Linked DNA regions of Ovis aries: region 1 is linked to region 2. A link is a contact called in public Hi-C data. All regions are on one chromosome and are shown on one strand. The core of a region is the stretch at or near the end of the contact, and the rest is flanking DNA. Distances in the headings are between cores, read along the strand shown. Region 1 overlaps SRGAP2 (SLIT-ROBO Rho GTPase activating protein 2). Region 2 overlaps SRGAP2 (SLIT-ROBO Rho GTPase activating protein 2).

What was found. A called contact is a pair of places that touch in the nucleus more often than the background predicts.
Region 1: a contact with region 2 is called in a Hi-C map of liver, with 3 times the contacts expected there. The contact joins two enhancer-like sites. A contact is called at or near these places in 2 of 16 Hi-C or Micro-C datasets (liver and tail adipose tissue).

What each region holds. Positions count from the first base shown.
Region 1 is chr12:4,009,480-4,013,015 of ARS-UI_Ramb_v3.0, reverse strand. SRGAP2 (SLIT-ROBO Rho GTPase activating protein 2) reads right to left here. Exons shown (of 23, transcript XM_027976230.2): 9 at 40-141. Among named protein-coding and RNA genes, the nearest start is that of IKBKE, 67 kb to the left of the region's middle. Within about 2 kb of position 1,410, at least 31 of the 54 cell types and tissues checked have an H3K27ac peak or open chromatin away from gene starts, as enhancers often do. A contact at or near this core is called in liver, where this site is marked.
Region 2 is chr12:3,828,728-3,832,236 of ARS-UI_Ramb_v3.0, reverse strand. All of the region lies in intron 2 of SRGAP2 (SLIT-ROBO Rho GTPase activating protein 2), which reads right to left. Among named protein-coding and RNA genes, the nearest start is that of SRGAP2, 15 kb to the right of the region's middle. Within about 2 kb of position 1,331, at least 6 of the 54 cell types and tissues checked have an H3K27ac peak or open chromatin away from gene starts, as enhancers often do. A contact at or near this core is called in liver, where this site is marked.

The DNA.
Region 1 (3,536 bases), core at 161-2,660, 180 kb before region 2:
TCAGAGGGTGGCTGTGAATCTCCTGAGCAGGAAACTCACCTCTTCATTCTCGATCTTCAGGGTGGATAAGCGAGACTGCAGTTGTTGGCATCTCTGTACCAGCTCACTCTGGACGGGCTGCTGGGCACAGAGCTGGGATGCCTGCCAAAAGAAAGCAACACCAGGTCAGGGAGAGGACACAGATCTTTTGTCAGAGGCCCGTTACTGTTAATAAAATGACTTATAGTCAAGCTGCAAAGCTCATAATTCTAGGTGAAAACAAAATCCAAAGCCAAAGTGTGCAGACCTCTGCTAGGACCAAATAGCACAAGAAAAGAAGGAGGGATAGAACCTGTTTGAAAAGGTCTCTCTCTCTCTCTTTGGAGCCCACCTCCAGCCTGGTGCTTGGCAGAGGCAGGTCTATAAAGGGATGGCGGCTCCCAGGAAGCCGGAGTCGGGGCAGAGAAGAGGGCTTCAGGCAGCACTGGCTCCAGGCGCACAAGCTTTGGCACAGGGAGGGTTTCCTGCCAGAGGTCCAAGTGGCCACCTCTCTGGCCCCACCTTCGTTCCCCGCTGGGCACCAGAGTGAGAGCCAGAGAGAAGTGGGTCAGGAGGCTAACGTGCCGCTGCTGGAAGCCAGCGTGTGTTTATAAATCTGGGTCGTGCATGAGAGCTCTGACTCAATGAGAGAAAGTGTGAGGCCAGGAGCAAGTCCATGGGCGCTGCTAGAGGGCCGCAGAGGGCATGGAATCCTGTGGAACTTGGCATTTCCAAGAAGCCATCATTTCACCCCAGGTCGTCACCAGATCTCTGTGGGAGAAAAGTCTGTCTTTCCTCCAAGGACTGCTGTCAATAAGCTTCACCCTGAGTGAGGGGATGGCTGAGCCACTGTCTCCTGGTGGGGCCATGGCGATGGTGTGGGCCTGAGGTCACCCACCGTCCCTAGCATGACAGATGAGGAACAGAAGGCTGGCAGGCTGCGAGGCAGGACCACGTGCAGGCAGCTCCTGTCACCTGGCCACCACGTGTCCTTCAGCCTCTCGCTTGAGGAGAGACATCTGGATAGAACCAGCCTCCTCCTTCCCCAGCGACGAGCGGGCACATTCCCAAGCCCACAGACCATTCTCTTGCTTGAAAAGACAAAACCTCTCTTCAGATGGAGGGGGCTGGGACCTGACCTTTTCCTCCATTGGCTTTTAAGCTCTCAACTGACTTGACCTCCTCCCCCAGCTGAGAGGCTGGCCTGAGCCAGCTCTCAGATCTGAAGAGAGCTGACTTCATCCTGGCTCTTGGATAAGCAGACACAATGGAGAAAGCTCGGTGGCCAGGATGGGATGGTGCCAATAGTGAAACTCTCTGGCTGCCTGATGTCACCGGTCAGGCATCCAGAGCCCCACGAGCCTCTGGGGGCACCAAGGGTAGAGCCAAGCGCCTCCTCCTAGTACATCGGAGAGTGCTTGGCGTCAGTCCCTGTGCTGAGTGCCCCAGAACGCCAATCAGTGTGGGGCCTTGGCCAATTTCAGGGCTTCCGGTCCGAATGCCACCCGAACTTTGGCCCTAGTTCAAGGACTTCCAGGCAGCTCCCTCTCCTCGCCTCCACAGTCTACACACAGCCCTTACTGACTGGGGATAGATGGCTGCAGGGACCAAGAAAGACTGGCCTTATCGCTTTTTCTTCTCCACTCACATGAAGGCAAGGCTGGAACGCAAAACCTTTGCATGATCTAGGATTCACCCTGGCCCCTGCCTGGCTCAGCCACCGATCAGCTAGCATCACACAAAGGGAAGTCCTAGGCAGAAGACTGAACTATCAATTTTTAAAGTAACTTCAGTCTAGCAGGCGGGAATTATGGAGGGAAAACCATCTCCACGCTTGTTTCTTTAAGAAGCAGCAGGGCTGCTGATGCATGCTTTGGCAGTGGTCCTCTACCGGGGTGCAAGGTAATGCATTCCAGCTGTGCTCCGGAGTATGGGAATGAGGCTCTGACAGGGCGAGGAGGGAGCCTGAGCACCCAGCGTCTGGAATCCCCCTTTATGGAGACAAGCTGCTGGGCTTAGCAGGCAATGCAGTCAACACCAGAAAATAGTATTAATATCACTCCCCTCAGCTGGTCCTCAAGTTCCACTGCTTCTTGGGAAGGAATCTCCGTGACAGCTGGAGAAGGGGTTTGGAAGGCAAGTCTGACCAGAAGCCAGAGCAGGTGAGGAATGGGGCTTCCTGGGGCTTGGTGACACCCCACCCCCGTATTCTAGCTGCACACGCTGCCATCACCCTTCCCCATCTGTTCAAGGCTGACATTTCCTGAGCCACAGCAATGGAGGCAAACTGGAAACGGTTTGGTTTTCCCAAGGAGAGGAGGAAAGAAGCCATCCTCACACTTCTGCTCTTGGGAGGGAAGCGTCCCGCCCTGCACAGTGGACTCCTGCTGACGCCGCCACAGCTCTCATTCTGGAGCAGCGTTTTCTAAAGAGCACCTGGACGCTCATCCTAATGGAAGCACTGTTCCCTTGTTGAGAGGACACGGCTGTTTTTCTGCCACCCAGCATACCTTCTTCCTTCTTCTGGTAACTTCGGCCTGACTGTCCTCTGAGGGGGAAATTTTCACTCACAACTCAGGCTCTGTGCTTTGCACGGGACTTTCCCAGACTTGAGGCTGCAGGGTACGGCCTCAGCTGACTGCAGATACCAACCACAGTGATTGGCTCAGGGATAAGCAAATCACCCAATCAGAGCCATGGAGACAAAGGGAGACTGTGAGGGCTTCCGGGAGGGAAGATACTCTGTTCGTTTGTTATTCTGGCGGCACCATGCAGCTTGTGGTCTGCCGGATCTCAGTTCCACTGTGCAGGGATCACACCTGGGCATGCAGCAGGGAAACCATGGAGTTCTAACCACTGAACCACCAGGAATTCCCAAGGAAACAGATGTTCTTTCTGTTGGATTTCAATCTACAGGGGGATAAGGCTGCAAATATAGGTTCCTTGCCCCCACAGGATAAAAGCCTATTTGAGAACAGAGCCAAAACATAGGATGTGAAGCAGAGAGAGAAAAACTGAGCCTTTTGATATGATTCCTAATCCTCACTTCACCCATGCCTGAAGATCTGTATTGAGCCTTTCTGTTATGTGAACTTTTATATCCTCCTTCTGATTTAATCCAAAGGTCAAATGGTGGCTCCTAAGCCAGGAACAAGATTCACTTTGATCTATATGAACAACCACCAGAAGTGGAACCTCAAGATTCAGAGGTTCCAAAACCAAAGAGCTTCTCTTTCCTCTCACTTCAGGTTATTTGGGCCCTTCTTGTTTTAGCCATCAGAGGTAAAAAGTCAGAAACAAGGCCCCTACATTCATGCACTGCTACCTGGACAGCCATTCTTAGGGATGACATCTTAGCTCTTGTCCTTTCTGTAGTATCCATTCTTTTTTGTTCAATACCTAAGTAAAACTACCCCTTTTATCACAAACTTCTGAACCCATGAGAATAAGTGCCTTCAGAACTCTGACAAATGACAGAAGATCACGCCATCAGCTTGCTGAGCTCTCCCTCCCCATCA
Region 2 (3,509 bases), core at 82-2,581:
GGAAGGCATTTCTCAGAATGTCAAGTGCTCTATTAACACCAGGAGGTAATCTCAATCCATTCCCTCCCCCCTACCCCCACCAGCCTTATCAATGTTACTCACTGTCAGACTATTCTCTCCCTTCTGGGCCTTCTATATCCCTCCACTGTAGTCCTACCACCTATTTGTGTGATCTGTCCATGCCTTTTAATAGGCTGAAGCTCCTTGAAAGCTAAAACCCTGTTATTTACCTCTATATGCCCACAACCTAGCATATAGAGCACACACTAGGTGCTCAATAAATGGATGCTGGATTGAAATTAGCTCATGATTTCCTTGTTCAATACAAGGTGAGCCCAAACTGGTGGCACTGAGGAGGGGAGGGGACTGGGAAGAACACCTCGGCAGCCACGAGCCAACCCCGTGAAAGTTTCCTCAATCACCTCCTCCTTCCCCTGGATACTGAGAACCCAAGCGAAGCAAAGGGCTGTCCACAGGGTGTGGCAGTGGAAGCAAAAGCAGGATTTCAGTTCATCGCCTCCTTTTTTTTAATCTTGTTTCAAGCTCTGCAAATAAAGGAATTGACCGTTTGTAGTTTGGGTCACTGGAACAAGATGGAAAGGTAGGCCCGGTGTACTCTTCTGGAAAAGATTTTAAAGGTTAGCTGCCAGACCTTTTCCTGACAGGATTAGACTGAAGAATTGCCCAGGGCCAGAAGAATGTACTAAATGATCTGTCAGGATCTCTCAGAGGCCTCACACTCTCTGCCTAGGCAAACAGGTGTGGCTGGTGGGTGGGGAGGGGGTTCCCGTGCCCTGAAAACAATGTTAGCTCCTTACTCCTCCTCCAAATAGTTTCAAGCATTAAAAAAAATAATAATAATAACACAATCGAGTGCTCTGTTGCTCCTAATGTTATCGGATAATTTTTCAAATTCTTACTAAATCACATATCACAGTCTTATCTTCAATCTCCACAAACCAAACAGCCCTGCTTTCACAACATGCCCACTGAGCCTGCAGAACACAAGTGCCCCTCCCAAGTAATTCCAGCTCTCATGAACATGAGATCGCTTTGCACTGAGTTTTGTTAAGAGAGAGAGTGTGTGTATGTGCTTGTGTGTGTGTGTGTGTGTGTGTGTGTGTGTGTGTGTATACGCATGCATCGTCTCCTGTGAGGAGCAAGAAGACTTGAGGCAATGGAAGGTTAAAAACTTGGGAGGTTTGTTTCCGTCTGGATAATGATTAACCTTTTGCTGGTGAATCCAGAAGAGCCAGCATTTCTGGACCAGCAGTCCTGCTCCCTGGCCCAAGTGGGAGAAATCTCACGGGCACACATGCACCGTCAGAAAGGACGAACTGAGCAACCCACGTCAGACTGGCAGTGCGAGCACTGCGGTCATTTCAAAGGCTGGGTTTAAAGACTAGGTGTTTTAAAATTGTGTTGTCACTGGTCTTAAAATATCCAGATCAAGAACCTCTGTAATCAAAGCAGCAGATATCATCTACCCAAAATGCTTCAATGTTTGTTTAAAATTGCTGACAGCAAAAAGCTGAGATAACTTACATCACCACAAATCACTGAATAAATACGAGAGATCAAGAGATACAGCACCAGTGACTCTAAGGATGTTTAAAACACAAAGCTTATTAATGTCATTTGAAGATGAAACCTTACACTCACATGCGAAATCTAATTTTTTAAAATGATATTAATGAACTTACTGACAAAACAGCAACAGACTCACAGATTTCGAAAGTAAACTTATCATTACCAACAGAGAAACATGGTAGGAAAGGATAAATGAGGAATTTTGGATTAACCTATACATACAACAGATAATCAACAAGGACCCACTGTGTAGCACAGGGTACTCTCCTCAGCATTCTGTAATAATCTATATGAGAAAAGACTGAGAAAGAATGAGTATGTATTGTATAACTGGATCACTCCACTGTTCACATGAAACTAACACATTAGAAATCAACTATACTCCAATAAAATGTTTTAAAAAAGATGAAACTGTAAACCAGAGGTAGGAGAGATAAGTAGGAAGAATTACGACCTCTGTCCTCCGGTTTCTAGCCTTCTCTCAGGACAACTATCAGTGTGAAACCTCTGTGTGTCAACTCATTTGAAGATAACCACTTTGGATCATATGTCCTAAAAATGATGAAGCAAGGAACCAGTAATCTATCTTTCTATTTTATAGCTGAGAATCCCAAAGGTGGAAGGACTCATCCGACACGGTGCAGCTCCATGGCCCCACAGCCCTCCCTCCCTGTGAATGATATTTTTTTAAACGCCCTAATGATAAAAATGTGAGCTGTCATCATTATTAATAGTACTCATTTTAAAACAACAGACTGTTACTTAGCCAATTCATTAGGTGGAGCAAAAACAAACATAATCGTGGAAACACCTCCATTCTGTATCACGGCATACCTGATCACACTTCTCAAAGGAATCCCTTTATTGACAAGGGCCTACCATATGGAGAGGAACAGAAGGTGCAAGAGGCCGTCCTGTATCCTGGCAGAGCCTGAAGCCACTTACCCAAAGCCCAGATGTTCGCATCAAGCCTACTCAGCTCCACATCCACACTACCTCCCCTAGTTTGCCCCAGCCCAGATGTCAGGAATTAAAAATCTCCCACTTCCTTATTTCTTTAATTTTAATTAGAGACAATCACCCAACTTCCTTTTTCTTTTAAATTCAAGCTTTGCACACAACATAAGTGACTATAATACCAAGAGTTAAACAAGTTCCACCTCTGGCCCACCAACATTGATGAGGAAAACTATTATCAGGAGAGGATTTTCTCAGTTTGTAAGTTTCTGAGGTTACTGGAATCTCTAGGTTTACTATATTTATCTTGATTAAAGCATTTATTGTCCCTAGTAACTCAATCACAAGCCCACCTATGGGCCCATCAAGTCACTATCAAAGTGTTAGTCACTCAGTGGTGTCTGACTCTGTGGCCCCATGGACTGTATAGCCCACCAGGATCCTCTGTCCGTGGGATCCTCCAGGCAAGAATAGTGGAGTGGGTTGCCATTTCCTTCTCCAGGGGATCTTCCCGACCCAGGGATCGAACCTGGGTCTCCTGCACTGCAGATGGATCCTTTGCCATCTTAGCCACCAGGGAAGCCCTTCAAGTCACTACCCCTCCCCTCAATTTCACACCTGGGTGAGCCACCACAGGGGTCTACGCTGGGGGTATGCAGTAGCCACACAGACACAGCAAGCCCTAAGACTGGGAAGAGTGTCATTCAGAGAATACAATGGGTTTTGTACTTACACATGTGCCTGCTTAATAGGGGCAAAACTGTCATCTTCAATATCTTAAATAAGCAAAAATAATGAACCATGAAAGCTAGGGAGGACCTTAGAAATTTTCTAATTTTATTTTCTTAGATGAGAAATCAAATAGGTGTATACTAGGCAGAGACTTAGACCACTGCATTTAGGACTCCTTTTTTTGCATTAAGACACTAGGAAATGAGAACAATCAACTAGATGTCTACAGC